Linked DNA regions of Oryctolagus cuniculus: region 2 is linked to region 1. The links are chromatin contacts, called in public Micro-C maps. All regions are on one chromosome and are shown on one strand. The core of a region is the stretch at or near the end of the contact, and the rest is flanking DNA. Distances in the headings are between cores, read along the strand shown. Region 1 has its middle 63 kb from the start of ERBIN. Region 2 holds the start of ERBIN (erbb2 interacting protein).

Region 1 (5,609 bases), core at 2,256-4,755:
ATGTTTAATTTAACAACAAAATCAACTTATCAACAGCAGTGGCTGCATACTTGACCATGCCCCTCTTTCTCATAAATTTCAAATGCTTTTTAGGAGTGAGCAGCTGTTCCAGATCCCACTTTATTTGGCCCAAATATGAGTTATGATCTCTTTAAAGAGAGGACTCCCCTGCTTTCCTGTGAAGTCTTGTCCATCAAGGAGATGGTGTCTATGTTAGCAAGAGGCACAGGTTGGCTTAGCTCGTATTTTTGAAAAGGAACCAGTCTACCTCTCCCTAGAAAATGATTGTTTTCTATACACACGTTTGCAGGAGGTAGTCATTTTTATTTATCACTGTTCCCTTAAAAGTGTCAGAAATGTGTAAGTAAAACATGTTAGTAAATTGCTATCTGAAATAATTACCTGTATATGCTTTCCATACCACCATGTCATAAAAACTGCTTATTATAGTGTCATACAAAAATAATAACAACTTTGATTTGTGTAGTAAAAACGATAAAAGTAACCTGGAACCTGAACAGATGTCAGTTTGCACATTTAATGTGTGATGTGATTTTGAATGAGTTGTGTAGGATCTCTGAGACTTAGAACCCTCATTTGTAACATAAATGTAAGAATAGTACCTAGTTCTTGAGGATATTGTACAGATTAAATAACACTTACCATAGACTTGGCATTTAGTAACTACATGACAAATTATGAAATTATTACTACATTGTTGTTTTTGTTCCTTTACAAAGTTCTTTTTAAAAAATATTTACGGCCGGCGCCGCGGCTCACTAGGCTAATCCTCCGCCTAGCGGCGCCGGCACACCGGGTTCTAGTCCCGGTCGGGGCGCCGGATTCTGTCCGGTTGCCCCTCTTCCAGGCCAGCTCTCTGCTGTGGCCAGGGAGTGCAGTGGAGGATGGCCCAGGTGCTTGGGCCCTGCACCCCACGGGAGACCAGGAAAAGCACCTGGCTCCTGGCTCCTGCCATCGGATCAGCGTGGTGCGGCGGCCATTGGAGGGTGAACCAACGGCAAAAGGAAGACCTTTCTCTTTGTCTCTCTCTCTCACTGTCCACTCTGCCTGTCAAAAAAAAAAATTTTTTTTTACTTATTTGAAAGGCAGAGTGAAAGAGAAAGAGATCTTCCATTCACTGGTTCACTCCCCAGATGGCCGTAATGACCAGGGCTGGGCCAGGCTGAAACCAGGAGCCTGGAACACCGTCTGGCTTTCCCCCATGAGTGGCAGGGGCCCAAGCACTTGGACCATGTTCTGCTGCTTTCCCAAGTGCATTAGCAGGAACCTGCACCTGAAGCAGAGCAGCTGGCACTCATACTGGCCCTCTGAAATGGAATATCAGTCTTGTAGGTGGTGGCTTAACCCACTGAGCCACAATACCAGCCCCACAAAGTTCTTTAATCAACTCGATTTCTTGTGCTCTTTTATTATAACTATGGGAAGTAGGTAAAGCAAGTGTCAATAGAGTTCTTTTAAAGATACTGAAATGAAGGCTTAGAAAAATTAAGAATTTGACCAAGATGCACTAGCTGGTAGATGGCAGAGGGGGCACTTGCTTTTCAAGTAACATCACAGTATTGTAACCCTGCTTTGCAGATTCAAAATAGGGTTAAACTATTAAATCACAGTAAAACTGGGTTCTAATCTGAATGTTTTCGTTCATGAGTAAGATAAATACTGCTAGCTACTGATTTAGGAAATACTTTCATTCCTGAAAACAACCAGAGGGGCATGCACTTGGTGGAGCAGCTAAGACAGGGCTTGGGAAACCCAGATCCCATACTGTAGTGCCTGCGTTTGATTCTTGGCTAAGATCTTTATTCCACCTTCCTGCTAATGTAGGCCCTGGGAGGCAGCAGGTGATGGCTCAAGTAGTTAGGTCGCTGCCACCCACCTGGGAGATTCATATTGAATTTCCAGTTTCTGGCTTTGGCCTGACCCATGCCTGGATGTTGCAAGCAGCTGGGGAATGAACCAGCAAATGGGAGATCACTGTGTCTTTGCCTCCCTCTGCACTGCCAAAAAAAGAACCTAAGGGACCGGCGCTCTGGCGTAGCGGGTAAAGCTGCCGCCTGCAGCACTGGCATCGCAGATGGGTGCCAGTCTGAATGCTGGCTGCTCCACTTCTGACCCAGCTCTCTGCTACAGTCTGAGAAAGCAGTAGAAGATGGCCCAAGTCCTTGGACCCCTGCACCCATGTAGGAGACCTGGAAGAACCTCCTGGCTTCCGATCGGCACAGCTCCATCTGTTGCGGCCATCTGGGGAGTGAACCAGCAGATAGAAGACCTCTCTCTCTCTGCCTCTGCCTCTTTATAACTCTGCCTCTCAAATAAATAAATAAATCGTTAAAAAAAAAAAAAGAGTAAAGGTCATGGCAACAGTTTAAAAAAAAAAAAAGAACCCGCAGTTTCTTCTATTAGTAGCAGCACCAAAAACTACTTCTAAATATTTTCTTTGTGCCAAGCGCTATGTTAAACATTTTATATGCTTAGATATGTATACATATGTGTATCTAGATATATATATATATATGCATGTGAAATGCTCCATATCTCTTTGATCCTTAGAACAACCGTCTGAGGTAGGTATTATATATTTTTTTAGATAATAACAATAGCTAACTTTCATGATCCTGTGGTCTGTGCAAGAACTGTATATGTGCATTATCTTATTTTAATCTGCCCCAAAACCTTCCGAGATAGGGGGCCACTATTATTATCCCAGTTTGCTAATGGAGATACATATAATTATATAATTAATAAGTTTAAAGGTTAATTATACAAACAGAATAAGATAACATCTAATAAATATAAATATAAATATAATATATAATTTAAAGGGCTTGCCAGGATGTTCTGGCCGGAACCAGCCCCATTAAAAATAATCTTTGAAGTAGAGACTGGAGAGAAAACAGTTCTTGGGGTGAAATGTAGCTGAAAGCATGTTTGTACCTCCCTGTGAGACCACTCCTCCCCCAGAGTTGTAGAATAAGGAGATACGTTGTAAAAGCAAAACAAAACAAAACTTGAATTCGGGCGAGTCGTTGTATTGGGCGGGTCATATGCAGTTTGAGTAAAAATAAACTCAGTTTGGCAACTGCACAATGAAGAATAAACTATTCTTAACACCCAGTAACACGTAAGAGCTTTCCCGAAGACACAGACAGTGATGGGGTCAGAGAAGTATGTTGTTTCAGGGCGTATGTTGCTATGAATACAGCAGTCTCGCTGCAGGAAGTATACACAGACAGCTCACAAAAACAGGAAAGTCGCTCCGGAAGCTGCTTTATAACTCCTGCTCTGAACCATGAAATTGCCATCGCGTCCTAAGGAATGAGTATCACAGCTCAGAAGAGGAAGGAAGAACACAGACCATCTCTCACTTTAATTCGCGTAATCCTGCGGTTATAATTCTGTGAAGACCGACCGAGGGAGAACAAGAATTGAGCTTTTGCTTTTCACACCAGCTCCTCGACTACACAGAGAAAGCAGCTGCATTTCTAGTTGGAGGTGGTGAACATGCAGTATTTGCCTACTCAGAGCACGTTTCCTCTTCTGGTAATAGACCGTCCCATGGAATTGTCTTTGGCAACCCCTTTCTGACTCATGCATGGTCTTTTTAAGGTGGGAAGGGCTGATTAGGTCCCTAGCTCCAGGGGCAGGCATGCATCAGGCAAGGGCAAATGGAAGCACATTATGGCATTCCCAGCAGGCATGAGGCAGAATACAGGATGAAGAGGCAGTCCCAGATCATACAGCTCCTGCCAAGCTGGGACTATAACCCAAGTCCCTAGGCTCTCAGCCAAAGCCCTTTTCTTACTAGCACACCACCGAACATACTGGGGCTGGAGTGGGATAAGAAGGTGCCAAAAAATTCCTGGAAAAAGAGTTTGTTTTGTAGCAAAACAATTTTGAAGTCCATGCCTAATTTTATCATAATATGTATTTCCCATGGATTTTTTTGAAAATCCCATATAGATAAATCAAAATAAAATGTGCTAATTTAAAAAGTAGGTGTTGGTCCCTTTCCATGCTAATAAGACACACTGTTTTGGGTTCTATGAGACTTATTATTTGTACATTAAGTCCCTGGAACATATGTCCACATTTTCTTCTCTGTCTTAAAAGAAATAATAATTTATATCAGATAAGAGGTGGCATTGATTATTTATTTTTTTTAAAGATTTATTTTATTTATTTGAAAGACAGAGTTACAGAGAAAGGTAGAGACAGAGAGAGAGGTCTTCCATCCGCTGGATCACTCCCCAGATGGACGCAACGGCCGGAGCTTTGCAGATCTGAAGCCAGGAGCCAGGAGCTTCCTCCAGGTCTCTCACGTGAGCTCAGAGGCCCAAGGACTTGGACCATCCTCCACTGCTTTCCCAGGCCATAGCAGAGAGCTGGATCAGAAGTGGAGCAGCCGAGACTCGAACCGTTGCCTACATGGGATGCCAGCGCTTCAGGCCAGGGCTTCAACTCGGTACACCACAGCACTGGCCCCGATTATTTATTTACTTATTATTATCTTAAAAGTTTTATTTATCTGTTTGAGAGGCACAGATGCAGAAAAAGAAAAACAGACACAGAAGACAGAGAGTTCTCTTTCACTAGTTCAATTCCAAAACTTATCCACATTGGCTGTGCTAAACCAGGCTGAAGCTGGGAGCCAAGAACTCAGTCTGGGTCTTCCACTCAGGTTGCAGCAACCCAACTACATGAGCCATTATCTGTTGTCTCCCAGGTATGCATCGGCAGGCAGCTGGAATGGAGAGTGGAGTTGGGACTCTAACCCAGGCACTTCAATATGAGTTAAAGGCATCTTAACTGCTATACCAAATACCTGCCCCTGATAATTTATTTTATTTTCAGCGTTATTCTATGGTCACTTAACATTATGTTACTAGGATACCACTATATATTTTACACAATTATGATTACATATGATTTATAGCCATGTGATGGGGGCTAGGAAAGAGACGGGAGTATTATTCCATAAGGCTTAGCGTAGTCATCTTGGAGTGACCAGATTACAGGTAATTTATCCTCATTCTTTATTTTTCCTGTTTTGTGGGTAATAATTATATTACAAAGATAAGTTTATACTTTTTTAAAAAGATTTATTTATTCATTTGAAAGTTAGGGTTACACAGTGAGAGAAGGAGAGTCAGAGAGAGAGAGAGAGATCCTCCATCCGCTGGTTCACTCCCCAATTGACCGCAACGGCCAGAGCTGTGTTGATCTGAAGCCAGGAGCCAGGAGCCAGGAGCTTCTTCTGAGTCTTCTACATGGGTGCAGGGGCCCAAGAACTTGGGCCATCTTCCACTGCTTTCCCAGGCCATAACAGAGAGCTGGATTGGAAGTGGAGCATCTGGGACTCGAACCAGCACCCATATGGGATGCTAGTACTGCCTTAGCTGCTACACCACAGCGTCAGCCCCAAGTTTATATTTTCTAAAAAAACTAATTATCCACTGATGCACTTCACAAATGCTCATCATGACCAGGGCTGAGCCATTCTGAAGCCAGGTGCTGGGAACCCAATTACTTGAGCTATCTCCACTGCCTCCCATCTTCTACATTAACACAAGGCTGGAGTCAGGTGCTGG
Region 2 (5,609 bases), core at 1,388-3,887, 64 kb before region 1:
TAACAGCACACAATGAAAATCTGGCTCCCATATTTGAACCTCTGTAAGCTTTTTATACATAAATTTTTGTTACAGTTTAACCTCAAGCGGCAAAGTGATTCTGTAACTTAGTACTTTGAATTGGTGGAAGTTCTGAAAACTCATGATTACCTTCAACAAACATATCTTTTAAATTGTATTCTGTGCAAATAAGTAAACACATAATTTATCCTAAGAAAGTCTATACAACACTAAGAATACCCAGATCCTGAAGTCACTTAAAATATTTTAACTGACTGCTTTTCTAAACATCTCTTCAAACCTCACATTTTAAACAAAATTTTGGAATATACAGTTCAACAGTGCAAAACCTAAAATTTAGTCTGTTAATGCTAAGTAACAGAATTTTAAGTAAACCACAAAGAAAGTTATGCATCATTAAGAGGTAAAAAGGAACCAAAGATAATTACAAAAGTTAACACCTCATTTTTAAAAATGTGTTGCCTGCCTGCAAACATACCATTCTTCTCCAGGAGGAGGGGGGAAACCAAGAACTTTATCAAAAATCAGGTGTTTAGTCATTATCAGGTGCTACAATAATTTTTACATAAAATTTATGAACACAAATACCTTTGTAAAGTGGTAATTCTGGGTCAAACTTGCTCTATTATGGCTTTGTTGCTCTGAGGCCAAGTATGAACCATATAAGGAAACTGAAGTTCAATGTCATTTATTTTGTTCCATTCTTTCAGATGCCCAACAACAACCTCCTTTGCTGCCTAATACATGGTCTGAATTCATAAAGTAGATCAGCTGTGCACTTTAAATTCCTTGATAAGGCTAATTTGGCTTAAAAGGAATTATATGATGGTTCACAATTAAAAAAAAAAAACAGAAATCACACTCTCAGAAAAAAAAAAAAAACAAAGCAATACAGTTAAAAGTCTCCCATTTTGAAAAGTACTTTTAAAAGACGAAGTAGCAAATATCAAGTTGTGAAATAATTTGATCCTGATTTTAAAATTTACCTTTTCTCTCTGAACGGAAGTCAGCTCTTTCTCCTGGGGTTTACAGTAATTACTTTGCTAGTATTTGATAAACTAGGCATCGATTTATATTAAAATGATTCCACAGATGATCATATTTTCTTAGCATTTACTCACAAATACAATATTTTTTCACTACCTTTACCACAAAAGTACTGGGGAAAAAAATAAACTTAAGACACTAAAACGCCGCTGAAAGCAGGGAGTGGGTTTGCCATGACCCAAACGCGTTGACTCTAGGAAGTCTACCCATTGGCTCAGGGGTGTTCAGAGCTCTGCCTGCTGCTAGTAGGTCTGTCACGCTTCACGGAGTCCTGCCCCACACTAAGTTCCTCTCCCTTATTAGGCCGAACCGAACGAAACATTTGGGCCAACACAAAAATCTAAATATCCTAGTATTCAAAGGCACAGCTTTTTTTATATCCCAATCAGTGTGGTTCCCAAGAAAATCTTTGAAGCGTTTTACTTCCCTCCCTACATAGTCAGTGCTGACCTGCACGGCAGTCCGAGCAAATCAAGCTGCGTTTTAATTACACACCTTCATCTGTAATCCTCACTCCCTCCTTCTCCATCCTAATGGTTCAGTCACAAGAAAAGTCTAGCAGACGCTTGCTTTCAATTAATGAAGGAAATATTTTAGGAGTCAACACCTGAAAAGGACAAGTTAACACACGTGAAAAAAAAAAAAAACATTACCTGCCCTGAAAACTAAAGCTGGCAAAAAGTTGCTTGTCCCTAAAATCCAATAAACTAGACGCAACAAGGCTCTGAACCAAAAACAGTCTCTGCGCGATGAACTCCAAAGCCAAAACCATCGCTATCAGCACAAACAAACGCGGCAGCCATCTCAACAGCCGCAAATCGACGGAACTTTCCTCCCAACCAAGTCGCCAGACAGGAGCTTCGCACACCTCGCAGAGGCTCCAGAAAACGAAAACTTCTGGAGCTCGCGCTCAACAAAGGCACTCTTTCTCCAGGCGGCCCAAACTTCCCGTCCCACTGCATTCTTACCATCGCTTCTACACAAACCACAGCCCAGATGGCAGACCGGGGCTTAAAAAACAAAACAAAACAAAACACACACAGCTCTCCCACTTCACCACCTAGAACACTGTGCGCTCCGATCCGAGCAAAGAACTGACGGAAACTTGGGCAAAAGGATCGCCCCTTTTCCGGTCCGTGCACTGTGTGTCTTCCAGACGCTTCTCGCGAAAATTACCTTTCGGCCGGACGGCGTCTCAGGGCTGCTTTTTCCAGGCTTCGCTGCCCATGATTCCCTCGCCCGCGTTAGTCACTTCGCATCCAGCCGAGTCTCTCCGGTGAGAACGGATGTGCAGCGGCCGCCCGCAGCAGCAGAGTAGGCTGCCCGGGTGGGGGTTGGGATGCGGGCTGGCTTCCTGGTCTCGAGTTTGCAGGAGTTTCCCAGCCCCAACTAGGATCTCCGCCGAGAGGAGGAGGAAAAAAAAAAAAAAAAAAAAAAACTTTTTCACTCGTGACACCGCCCGGAATTGCCGTGCGAAACTCACTTCCTGCCTCGGCGCAAGGCAGGAGCCAGCTCCGTCCAGGGGAACCCGGAACCCCAGCGCGCGCGCCGCGGAGGGGGAGGGGAGGCGCCGTCGGCCGGGCCCCGCGCGCCCCGCGCCCCCGACGGCGGCGGCGGCGGCCGAGACGCCGCCCGGGCGCTCGGCGGGCCGCGGCCGCGCTAGGCCGGCCCTGCTCCTCGCCGCCGCCCCCAGAGCCGAGCGGCCGGTTATTGTCTCGCTAGCGCCTGCCGCGCCCTTCGCCCGCGCCGCCGCCGCCGCCCGGAGCCGAGGGGCCGGGCAGGCTCGATGGCGGCGCCCTCGTCGGGCCGGCCGTCCTTCTGTCCGTTCCTCGCAGCGTTCCCTGCTCGCCCGCCTCTCGCTTTCCCGCCGCCGCGCCGCCACTCCCCTGCTGCTGCTTCTTCCCCGGCGGCGGCGGCGGCGGCCGCACGGGGCGCGGGGCTGGGGTGGGCGGCAGCCCGGTCCTCCTCACGAGTTCGCGGGGCCGCGGCGGGGGCCGAGGCTGCGTCCCGCGCCGCCGCGCCACCTTCGCTCGGGCGAGAGACGGCGAGGGGAGGGGCCCGGCGGGAGGGAGCGGAGAGCGACGAGGAGGAGGAGGAGGAGGAGGAGGAGTGGGGCTGGGGCGCAGGGGAGTGACCGCCGCGCAGGCCGCGGCGGAGGCTACGGCGCCACCGCCCCGCCGGCGAGGGGGGAGAGGCTGCGCGCGGCCGCGCGGCGGAGGGGGCGGGGCGGCCTCCCGCGGGCTGCGCCCCAACCGCCCACAGCCGGGCCGGAGGCCGGCGCGAGCCAGTCAGCGCGCGCGCGCGCGCGGGGGCCGCGCGGCCGACGTCGGCGGCGGGGGGCGGCGGGGCCTGGGGGGAGGGGCCCCGCCGTCCGCGGGTTCGCGTGCCGGGCGCGGCGTGAGGCCCGCTCGGGCGCCGGTCCCCGGGGGCCTGCCTGCGGGCTCCGTGACCCCCCGCGCACGCCGGCTCCCCAGCCCGTGGCGAACGCAGACGACGCCGCCGACCTCGGCCCGGGAACGCAGAGCCCTCAGGCCGCCGCCGCCGCGCTGGCCGGTTGAGTTTCTTTGTACACAGCGGCCGGTGCGCCGGGGGCTGTTCGAGTCCAGCCCCGATTTGCAGGCAGCAGGTATCCGCTGCGGCCGCTGCACTCCAACTTCTTGTAATGGCACGCTCGGGTTGCAAGCCGCCGCCGCAGCGGCCCAGCCGAGCTTCCCACGCCAGCCCTCGCTCGCTCGCTGGCCCCGCCGCGCAGCTGGGGCTCCTCCAGGGTTCGGCCTCGCACCGGCGCGGAGACAAAGCTGGCGCTGGCCGGGGGAAAATGGCCCGCGAAATTGCCTCGAGCTCGCGCCTTTGTTAGAAGAAACGCCGGCTGCCCTCTGAAGGCGACGCAGGCTCCCCAGCCCAGTGGTTTCGGTGGCGCAGCGGTTGGCTTGCGCTGGCCCTCGTAATTCATCCTGGCGGCTTTTGCGTTTAGAGAGAGACTCTTTAGCGTCCTGTCAACACATACGGCATAGAGAGCGTGAGCCATAATATTGCACAGTTGTTGCAGTTGCCGCATTAAATATGTTGACAGACGGCCTTGTTTTACCCGGAGGAGGAGCGGAATGGGTACGGGGAGACCTTCCCTCCACCCCCGCCTCTGCTCTGCTTCACTGTGTACAGCGATGGTGCTTTGGGCCCCAGGTCCCCGGAGGCACTGGTTCAGGTCTTCCGTCTGTATTCCAGAGATAATTGCTTATTATCAAGTTTGAGTAAAGAGCTATATGCCCTACAGACAATTCTTGGCCTGCATCCAAAGGGAAGAATTCATAAAGTGCACAAAGAATTACTTACCTAAATGAGTTGTGCACAAGTGACAAACACTGGAGATAACTCCGGTCAGCTTTTAAGGGATGGGAACATTGTCACTGCTCCCAGAACTGCTGGCATTGACACAGGTATTAGTCCCTTGGTGTAGAGCCTAAGTTGAAAATTAGCACCAAAATGTACAGGTACATTTAGTGCTGAAACAGAGAGGCTAGAGCATAAACTGGAAGCTAAGGAATGGCAAGCAGGCAGGTATGCTAGTAACACCAAGCTCGGTATCTATTTTATATGAATATTAATCGTAACCATTGCATAAGAAGCTAAAGTTAGCATATTATACAAGCTATTTTTAATTGTCGCACTTTGGAAAACTAATGAGTCTGATCAGAACTTAGTGGCATAGCTCTGAACTAAAAATGTCACCCGCCTAAAGCATACCAGGATGGAGTGACTCCCATACCCGTGAGCAACCAGCAGGACTTTGGCATTCCAGGGTCCCCCCCCCCCCCACACACAAATGTGATACCACGGATACAAATAAACTTAACACCCTTCCCCAGAACCTAAATAAAGAAGACCAGTCCACATCTAGGATAAGGATTGCCCTGATTCTAGCCTTTTTGACTTAAACTAACACTCAGAATCAACTTGGCTAATTACCATTGGGATTAGAAAGTCTCTATAACCAAAAACCCCTTCTCCAGTTCACCTGAAATTCTGCCATTAGAGTTTTATCCCTTTGAGTAGTTTGTTTCTCCAAAGCCATAATCCCAGGAAAAGTAATGGTTTAAGCCCTATTTATCCCTAATTCATCAGATGGTCTCCCTAAAGCAGCTTTTGATGGTAAGGAAAAGTAGAGAGAACATATGCTGATGCTGAGTAGATAGATAAGAGGAGAAAATGTGATTTCATTCCTTGGAGCACTATTTGGAAAGTAGAGGCGAATAGTTAATGAAATAACCTTCGTTTGATTGTTACGTCCAACTTGCTCTTACCCAAACTCCAGCATTAAGAGGATGGAAGCCAGGAAACACTTATCAGGAGCTGTCTGTTCTGTGAGCTGGTTTGCTGGCAGTCCCTTCTGAATTCTGCATTGGTGTTCATACAGAAGAGTGAAATGATGTTATATGATCAAGGCATCCAATACTCAGAAATAATGACTCATTTGTGTTACTCATCATTGACTACTTAGTTATAATTCATATGAACAGCACACACAGATACAGCTAAATCTT

Evidence for each region. Hi-C and Micro-C count contacts between places; a contact is called where the count stands out from the background.
Region 2: a Micro-C map of ear pinna shows a contact between it and region 1, with 4 times the contacts expected there. The contact joins the promoter of ERBIN here to the enhancer-like site in region 1. A contact is called at or near these places in 2 of 6 Hi-C or Micro-C datasets (ear pinna and psoas muscle).

The regions. Positions count from the first base shown.
Region 1 is chr14:86,800,112-86,805,720 of mOryCun1.1, reverse strand. No RefSeq gene overlaps it. Among named protein-coding and RNA genes, the nearest start is that of ERBIN, 63 kb to the left of the region's middle. Within about 2 kb of position 3,505, at least 3 of the 8 cell types and tissues checked have an H3K27ac peak or open chromatin away from gene starts, as enhancers often do. A contact at or near this core is called in ear pinna, where this site is marked.
Region 2 is chr14:86,863,310-86,868,918 of mOryCun1.1, reverse strand. ERBIN (erbb2 interacting protein) reads right to left here and starts at 2,637. Exons shown (of 23, transcript XM_070056803.1): 1 at 2,245-2,637.